Linked DNA regions of Zea mays: region 2 is linked to region 1. The links are chromatin contacts, called in public Hi-C maps. All regions are on one chromosome and are shown on one strand. Each heading gives the region's core, a stretch centred on a gene start, on an enhancer-like site or on the middle of the called end of the contact. The rest is flanking DNA. Distances are from core to core; before and after follow the strand shown. Region 1 holds the start of LOC100274496 (Protein kinase superfamily protein). Region 2 holds the start of LOC100281119 (IQ calmodulin-binding motif family protein).

What was found. Hi-C and Micro-C count contacts between places; a contact is called where the count stands out from the background.
Region 2: a contact with region 1 is called in a Hi-C map of leaf, with 4 times the contacts expected there. The contact joins the promoter of LOC100281119 here to the promoter of LOC100274496 in region 1. A contact is called at or near these places in 3 of 25 Hi-C or Micro-C datasets (ear and leaf).

The regions. Positions count from the first base shown.
Region 1 is chr1:259,127,707-259,132,337 of Zm-B73-REFERENCE-NAM-5.0, forward strand. It overlaps LOC100274496 (Protein kinase superfamily protein), which reads left to right and starts at 2,739. Exons shown (of 7, transcript NM_001148854.1): 1 at 2,739-3,205; 2 at 3,328-3,838. The coding sequence starts at 3,550. LOC111590566 (a long non-coding RNA gene) reads right to left here and starts at 3,202. Exons shown (of 2, transcript XR_002749691.2): 1 at 2,539-3,202; 2 at 882-1,655.
Region 2 is chr1:259,336,128-259,340,909 of Zm-B73-REFERENCE-NAM-5.0, forward strand. It overlaps LOC100281119 (IQ calmodulin-binding motif family protein), which reads right to left and starts at 1,724. Exons shown (of 3, transcript NM_001154038.3): 1 at 1,090-1,724; 2 at 672-914; 3 at 1-567. The coding sequence starts at 1,566.

The sequences.
Region 1 (4,631 bases), core at 1,489-3,988:
GGCAAAGACTCTATTCTGCCGCGATCTACTTGACTTATTTTATTCCGCCGTGATTAACGCTTCGAGTAGAGTAAAAAAATCATTTGAGTTTAAGTTTTTATATTTTCCTATTCACCCCTCTAGGCGACATCCAAGTCCTTAGTACCGTCAAAGGGTACTTTCATAAATTGTCAATCCTTTTGATATATCTGAAACATACTTAGAAACAATTAACAAATCAATATTTTGAAGACATTTGGCCAAAGAGAACCCCCAACAAGAGAGTTGCTAAATGGTAACATGGAGTAAATTTTGTGTGTTCTCCAATAGTTCTCTATTTTAGTTACCAAATATTTTTGGTATACATCTATGCTTCGAGAGTGAACAGAAGCTTGCTACATTTAGCAACAATATAAGGTTTATATTTAGCAACAATATAAGGTTGGATAGGGACTTTATAAATTTAGTCACATCTTTGACATAACCGTTGAACTTCTTAAATTTGTATTTAGGAACATAAGATGCTCGAATTACTCTCTAGGTTTTATTATGACAACCACTTTCTTACTTTGCTTTGCTGCATGAGTAGTCACGATTAGGGATGGTAATGAGGAATTTCTCGTCGGGGAATAGCTCCCCATCCCTATCTCCATCCCCGTAACAAAAAAATCACGGAAATCTCCCCGTTTGCCGTGAGGATAAATCCCCGACGAGGAACCACGTTCTCGCTTAAATTATAATTAAGACATGCATCTTTTATTATTAATGTAAAATATTGTCACTTGTATACATTGACAGAGTAAGAAATTATTATATATACATCAAAATGAATATATTTGTAAAATGAGTAATATTTTGACAATATAATTATTTAGTTTTATTATTAACTAGTACACAAAAACATCGTCACGTACAAATTTAACGGGACCTTACGAGGAACGGGGATGGAGAATGTTTCCTATCTCCGTCCCTGTTTATCCGTCAAAAGAAGAAAATTTTCTGTTTACATTTTTATAGGGGAAGAAACTTCTTCATCGGCTAACAGAGCAATTCGCTGCGAAGAATTAGGAATCGGGCCCACGATCAACGACTCCTTATCTCACGCTCATCCCCCACTAGGCACTACACTGCACTTGGTAATAATATGCTAGTCATGTAGGCGGCTGTCTGAATCTGATGTGAGGTGGGCTCCGAATCGGCCGGCCGGCGAAAAGGAGAGGCCGCCAGGCGCCGGCCGGCCGCCACCCACCATGACGACCATGGTTGCTGCGTGCTCTACCCGGGGCCTCTACCAACTAACGAACGGAACCACTCTGTAGCACAAGAGTTGCTTCAGCCGCAAGCTCTAGTTAGCTTTCTGAATCTCTGAACGTACGCCATTGCGCACCGTCGTCTTGTCTAGCAGAGAGCCATGCATCCTCCATCGCCGGCCATTCGGGATCTTTTTTTTTCGGTGCTGGATCGGATGATCTTGGCTTTAAGGCGGCACCGCCACATGATCCGGTAGTGGGAGCAAAAGCTCGGTCCCTGTCACACACATGCATGGTCTAGGGCTGGGCTGCGTGTCCTGACGTACGCAACACCAGACGTACGTGTGCCTGCTTTATGGTTGGTTCCATGGCTGGTGCTTTCGTTCCTGCGATGCGAGGATAAGAAATGCGAGTGCACCTGCGGTCCTGAAAAGGATACAGATCAAATCAAACTTTGATTATAATTACCAGGTTTACACAAAAAAGGTGCCAATAAATTTATCTTTGTATTTTGTTTCGTAGTATACTTGTCAGCTGTATGTTTGGTTTCCGCCACAACTTTCCTAACTTTCCCGTCTAAATTTAGGGGTTGTTTGATTCTATAACTATGGTGCCAAAAAATTGCCAAACAATGTTATGTCACATTTGCCTAATGTGCATAAGGTTAGTCGCTCAAATTCTACGCCACAGTTTGCCACGCCTAAGAGCAACTCCAATAGTTATGTAAATTTTAGCTCTCTAAATCACAGATTTAAGAAGTGCTAAATGGCTTTTGAAGTAAAAAAATGTGAGTTCTCCAATAGTTCTCTAAATATAGGTTGTAATTTTGTTTTGTATCTATCCACATAAAAAATAAGTCACAAAAACTATATAATGCAGTCAACATTTTTGTTTAGGGAGTTGTTAAATGGTTGACAAATGTAGAGAGAAAATGAGGTTAGATGACAAGTTGTTAAATTTAGAAAGTTCATTTAGAGAACTGTTGGAGAATAATTTTCATGTTAACTACCTAAATTATTGATTTAAGAAGTCTTTTAGAGAACTAATGGAGTTGCTCTAAGCGAATCTTGTCACAATTTTATCGGTCATTGACGAGTGAGACCTACGCAGCAGGAGAAAAATCTTACCATAACTGTGGCTTTAAATTAAACTAAACATATGCATAATTTAGTCAAACTTATCTAATCTTAGATGTGGCGAATCGTGACAAGTTAGACAATAAACCAAACAACTGGGGTTCTTCAACTCAAACGAAAAGCTGTGGCTTCTTAAGCAGGAAACCAACTAGTAGGCAAGTAAAGCAGCCAACCTTTTTGACAGATGAAAATCGAGGACCCACATGTATGAAGATGACTGGCAATCATCTTGGGCATGACTGGCAATAATCTCGAGCGCATGCCGTATGCGAAAGAAAAAATCTCTCGTCTGCAGTCCAGCTTGGACCGTGGGGAAGCAGCATATCCTTTGCGGCCGCAAGAGACGCGGCGTAGAACAAAGGAGCCGCCAAGACGGCAAGGCGCCAAGGCGACCGGACAGGCCTAGGCGAAGCGGGCGCAGCTCCTGCCGGTGGTGGGTAGTGGCCCTAGCAATAAACATCTTGCCCAACCGGCTCTCGCTACGCGCCTACGCTTCGTCAACACCGGAACCGCCCCCACCCCGCCCCGAGCGCCAATTGCACCGCCGCTCCCGGCCAAACCGGCCAAGTCAACGGCGCATCCACTTCTCCTTACCATCCCGGAGGTAATCTTGCGCCGATTCGGTGCCGATTTGCGCCATCCGCGACCGGAGGCTCCGCCGGGTCTTGTGTTCTTGCGGGGCGGGGGCTCAGGACAACCTGGCCTCTGCTTGATTGGATTCGGGGCGTTCGGCGCCTCCAGCTCGCGATCTTTCCTGCCGGTTTCGTCGACCGCTGGTCAACCTGGCCGGTCGGTCCCGGGGGCTCTTCACCTCCGTGCTGCCTGCCACCGTCGCTTTAGGTCGGTATAGTACAGCTGCATCCTCTCTTTACTTGTTGGATTGGATCCACCGGTGTCTATCTCCTCTCCTGCCAGGTCACGGCCTAATTCGTGGAATTTTGTTTGGTGGTGCATATCTCCAGTCAAGTCTCGGCCAAGATTTTAGCTATCTCCGGTCAAAAGGCTTTACCGATTCTTGGATTGGTGGCTTCTTGGGGGCGAGAAGCCGGTTCCTGTTTCGTCTCTTGTGCTCCAGCATGTTCTGTAGCACACCGGTTCCCCATCTCCAGTGAAGGTGTTCGTGTGCTCTTGGTTTTGTGCCTCCCGGAATCGTTCCCGGAAAGCTACTTTTGGCCGCTGCGGCGATGGCGTCGAGCACCAGCGAGATGGCCGAGGGGAAGGAGAAGCTGAAGAGGTCCGGCAGCTTGGGAAGCAACGATACGTATGTGCGTGCAGACAAGATTGATCTTACGAGCCTCGACATCCAGCTGGAGAACCAGCTCACCAAGACCTGGGGCAAAGCCAATCTCAAATCCCAGGGGCCAAAGGAGGAGTGGGAGATCGACCTTGCAAAGCTGGAGATCCGCTATGTCATCGCTCAGGGGACGTATGGCACGGTCTACCGGGGCACCTACGATGGACAGGACGTCGCAGGTATTGATCTAGCTCTGCTTCTTTCAAAGTGTATGATAATGTTGCAGACAGGCTCACTTTGGTAAAAGTCTTATGCTGTCTTATGGATTCAAGGTGAAATAACATACCCCATGACTGAAACAATATACCCCATGATTGAAACAATGCTTCTGTGTGACTACTGACTAGTTCCAGTAGCTTACTTATTGAAGTTTATTCCAATCCAACCTATGGAATGGAAGGCCTTATTATTCGATTTTTTGTGGAAAGTAATACCTGGCATCACTTCTCTGTCTAATCCAGGGTTTGTCTTGATCATTTGTGCTTGAGATGCTGCTACATATGCTTGATTGCGAATTTGCAATGTATCTACTGTTCTTTTGCAACTGCTCCATATGTTCTATCACATTGCGGACTCTAAGATATGCATGCCTTTTTTTTCTTAAGAAGAAACTTTTCCTAACTGAAACTTATGGTTTAGAATGTGCATTTGACCTTAATGGTTGGTGGTTAAAATGCTGACAAATCTGTTGCTTGAATGGAGGAATTCAGTAAGATAGTAAATATGGACTGGTCTGGTTAGACTACATTTAAGCTTGTCGCATGCCTAGAATTTAGACGGGCATGTGTGGCTTTGCATACTCCTAGTTTATGACCTTGCAGCACGAATAGTTTCAGGATATTCTTTCTCGACTTCCCAAAGTATGCATGTGTTCCCATTCTTCCCTCTATTTCTTACTTTTCACTTTTGGGTTGCAGTCCTCCTGCCCCATGCCCCTTAATCAATTTATTGCCAGTCAGAAATGTTTTGATG
Region 2 (4,782 bases), core at 474-2,973, 210 kb after region 1:
GCACGCCGCGGGCGCGCTGGCCTGCGACGGGCACCGCTGCACGCGCGCGGGACCGTAACGGGGCGCCTGCCCGCGCGGGGCCGGCGTCGCCTGCGCCTGCGCCTCTAGAGACGCCCTGCGCCGCCCGCTGGGCTGCCAGGCCGCCTCGGCGGCGGCCGACGACACTGACAGCCGCTGCCTTGGCGCGCTCTGGGACCGCGCCTTGGCTCGCGACGACTCCGTGTTCGCCATGTAGCTGGGCACGAGCAGCGCGTACTCCGCCGAGGGCTTGTCGTCGTGCTGTTGCTGCTGCTGCTGCTGCCTCGACGGCGCGTAGCGGTACGGGCTGGCCCGCGCGGTGGCGAAGGAGAAGTCGTCGTACCGGCCGCTGTACGTGCGCGCGCTGGCGTCGGTGAGCGCGGACGGCGTCGGCGAGATCTTCTGGTACAGGTCGTTCTTGGACGGCGTGCGGCACAGCGGCGTCGCGTAGCAGCTGCTGCGCCGGGACGTGCGCGGCGTGCCGTGCGCCTCGGGTCCGCCGGCGCCGGTGTCCACCTCCACGATCTTGACGTTGTCCTCCGCCGTGTCCTGCACGCGCATTGCCGGTCAGTCAGACTCTCTGGCTCCCCTGTTCTGTTCGGATGGCTGCGGTTTGCCAGGTGTCGAGAGCGTCGGGAGGGGTCGTGACGTACCTGGTGGTGGTGGCGGAACCGGGGGTGGTGCGGCGAGCTGCGCCGGCCCGGCGTCGTCCGCGGTGTCCGGACGGGCTTCTCGTCCTCGAGCATCCGGAGGCGCTCGACGCGCGCCCTGTTCTGCGCCGCGACGAGCGCCTGCATGCAGCGCAGGGTGTGGCTGGCCTGGCGCCGCACCAGGTGGCCGCGCACCAGCGCCTGCAGCTTGACGAGCCCGCGCAGCGCGCACAGCGCCTTCCTCGCCTGCAGCCAGAGTGTGGCAGACACACAGAAAGAGACGTCACGGCACGTCACGCAGCCCAAGGATCGAAGTGATACGATTGAGGTGAAGTCAGCACTCAGCAGTGGATACGACGATGCGATACCGATACGACTAACGAGCGAGGTCAAGTCAACTGATAGCCAGCCTAGTACTTACCAGGTAGGATCTGAAGACGGCCTGGATCTTTATCGCGGCGGCCTCCTCGATTCCGATGACGGTGCGCTTGGACCCCGGCGCGGACATGGAGAGCCTGGCGGCGACGGCGGCGGCCTGCTTAGCCGCCATGGCCGCCTCGGCCGCGGCGGCGGTGGCGATGGCGACGGCGATGGCGTGCTGGTCCGGGTCCACCCGCGGCTCAAGGAAGCCGTAGGGCGCGAGGTGGCCCCGCGCGACGTCCTTGGCCGCCGCCGCCGACCCGGGCCCGGGCGACGCCGCCGCGGCCGGGCGGCGGAAGCTCCACCTCCGCTTCTCCTTGGCGCCGGGCGTGGACCCCGGCGTCGTGGCGACTCCCGGCAGCGGCAGCGCCAGCGCCAGGTCGGGCTCCGCCGCCGGCGCGAGCGCCCCGGCCTTGTTGTCCCTGCCCCTCCTGCTGCCCGGGAGGAAGCTTCTGAGCCACTTGCCCGCCTTGCCCATCTGCGGACGAGTGGCGGCGCCGGCGGCGCAGAATCAGAAGGCGTCACTGAGCGGCCGCATCGGAGGCGGCTTGCAGAGGAAGAGAGTATAGAGAGCGGATGAAGGTACTGGTTGGCCTGACGCTCACGGCACGGCGAGGTCCGGCATGTGGCAGCTGCGTGCGGAAGCAGTGGCTGTGGATGACTATGAGTGCAGCGGAGGGGAAGCCGGGAGCGGAAAGGAATGGAATGGAATATATTAGAGGCAGCAGCGGGCGCCATGGCCATGTGCGCGGTGCAGCGCTGCGCGCGGCAGATCACGCCGGCAATAACTAGTAGGAGGCCAGGACCAGGACCAGGACCCGGGACCAGGACGAGCGGCAGCCGGCAGGGGATCCAGTCCAGGCGGGCACGCACGTCGATGGCGCGCTCACGGTTCGTTTCGCAGGCAACAGCCAACAACAGCGCATCCACGTGTCATGATGTGAGGAAGCGAATGGGATTCTGGAGCTCCGAAAGCTGAATGAACGGATGGTCGATTGTTGAGAGGGGGGTTGGTGCTGATTGCTCGTCAAATGTTGATTTGGATGTTGAGAGCTACTAAGTGTATAGCAAGCATTGAGCGAGCCAGAGACTGCGACTGACAGTCCATGCCATGAGCCATATCGTCGCCAACGATCGGAATCCGATCCCGCCTGTACGTGGCATCATTGTCAAAACTGTGTCTGCAATCAAAACTCACTGAGATTTTCCATGCAGATGCAGTTGAGTTGTGCTCCAAACACTCCGACTGATGAGGTTCTGCTAGCGTACTATTTTAGTTCACTGAGAATCTGATATCCATCCATCCATGATGATAAGGATGACGCCACGCCATCGCCATGACCATGGGATGGGGCCCATGTCCATGAAGGATTGCTACCTTTGACCATGCTTAGTTTTATTACGTATGACGAGTGCAGGTAGCATGTGGTGTGGTGTGGTGTGGCGAGAGGGGTGATCCAGTTCCCCTCCCGCTGTGAGCCTGATTGTTTATCAGAGCCACACATGGCACAGCTCAGCTGGCGTCAAATCCGTCTGGCCATGGCCACCCCCGTTTTAAAAACCACAACTGGCAAGCTAGCTTTGGGGGGCACATGATCCGAGGCCAACCAACCAAAACCAGCAATCAGGATCAGCGACCCTTTCAGATCACTGCTACTACTGCTACTTCCTTTTCCAAGGCACACAGAAGCATCGCCACCAGGCACCAGCACGGCCATCCGATCGGGCCCCCCCGCAGTACGCGTACGGTGGCCGAATAGACTGCACGCGGTGTACGTCCGTACTACGGTCTCAACCAGGTAGTAGACCGTATACACTGTGGCCTGGCCTGTAGGGGACAGGGTGTGTTTAATGTTTTTCACGCCGTCATTCAATCTGCTGTGGGGTTTCCAAATTTATACTTGCTGGTCCCGTGTTGTTATGTTTGATTCAAAGCGTGGAATTTTGAACGCGGTTTTGCTGTAGCATCCTGCGTGCGTGGCGGCTAGCAGCGTGGGAGGGACCGGACCATGCATGTCCGTCCGTCCGTCCCTAGTCCGGCCGTATGCACATTTCATTCGTTCATTCATGGTGCGCACTTCGCTCATCGCTCAAGATTTTGGTTGTTATATTGTGCTTTTCAGGGCGTGTGCTAGCTGCCTAGCTAGCTATAGGATATTAGGATCGTTTTGAAATGGTTTGGCACTTGCCGCATGTCCAGACTTTTGGATTCCCCATGTCATCACAGATTCACAGTTTAGGCTATCCGCACTCATACTACTCTAAATTTCTACTCTAAAAGGAATATTCTATCCCCGTCAGCAGTCATGTTTACTCTATACCACAATCCTCTGTAGTCATGTTTACTCTATATCTCAACACTATACCGACTATCGCATATTATATCATTTTTTTTAACTTTATTCTTTTCCCAGCCAACAAACCGCTTCCTTCTCTCCTCCGATCTAGGCATTCCGGCACTCTGCAACAGTTTTTCGAGTAAGAGCTGCATGTACTCTGAAAGTAGCGTTCCTGGTTTCCTCATACCGTTTAGAGTAACTCAAACAGTTCACCACTGCGACAGTTTTTTACTGCATATTCAACTCTATATTTATAACGTTCTGGTTAAAGTTCCTCACTGCTCGTAGCCTTACATCGTTCCGACAGCCTCTGAGCGTCTCTTCCTCTTTGTATCTGAACTTGTTTCCCGCGACGTGTATGTGATTGTGCTCGTCAAAGTTGGATTCGTCGCGCGCCTTCTTCGGTCGCGAGAAACAGCTGAATAATGAAGCCCACTCTAGCTAGCCCTCTCGTCCACTAGTTGACCTATACGAGTTATGAGTTCGTCGTCGACTTTCAGCCACCTTCCCATCCAAAATCAACGACTTTCAGCCAGGATTTTAATGGACGATCGCCATCTCACCCCAACACAGTTGTGCCTCCACTCCTTTGATTATTTCATGATTCATTCGATTATTAGTCTCGGTACCTAGGATTTCAACAAAGCCCATTATTTTTTTTTCAAAAAAAAAAGTATGTAGTTTTTGTAGATCGGATACATTTAGAAACTATTGTTTACGGTCTGTCCTTGATTTGTACGTGTAGTTGCCTGTGTTACAAACTAGTTTAGGTTACCATTATATGTTAGAAATTATAGTTTTTAGGTTTATATTTAGAAATTAGTATAGCTTTTAGTTAGTTGTTTAGTCAGTTTAGGTTCTATGTTTATATATTCGTTAGTTAGGGTTTAGGGTTATATGTTTTTATTTATTTAGTTTAGTTATTTTAGGTTGCATATTTATATTTAGTTTAGGGTTTAGGTTTTAGTTGTATTATTTTATATTTAGCTAGTTATTTGGTTTATTTTATATTTTTCTAATTATTTCTATGTCTTTGTGTGTTAGGACGGCACAACATCTAGTACACCTAGGGATGACAATAGGCTATACATTTTACACTACAAAATTTAAGGATTGGATTATTATCGGGCTCTATTTCAATTCATTTTTGAACTAAATTTATTTAGTGCCCTGTTGGGGGCCTTCGTCCTCCGAAGGTCCTCAAAAACATGATTTGACAATGTTTTCCGAGTGGATTATGCGAACAGGTATTTTCGGATCCAGAATTATGAATATGGAGCACGGCCAGGACGAAGCCTGAACCAGACGAAGGTCGAGTGTAGCCGAAGCTGTGCGCAGGGAAGCTTCGGCGCGAT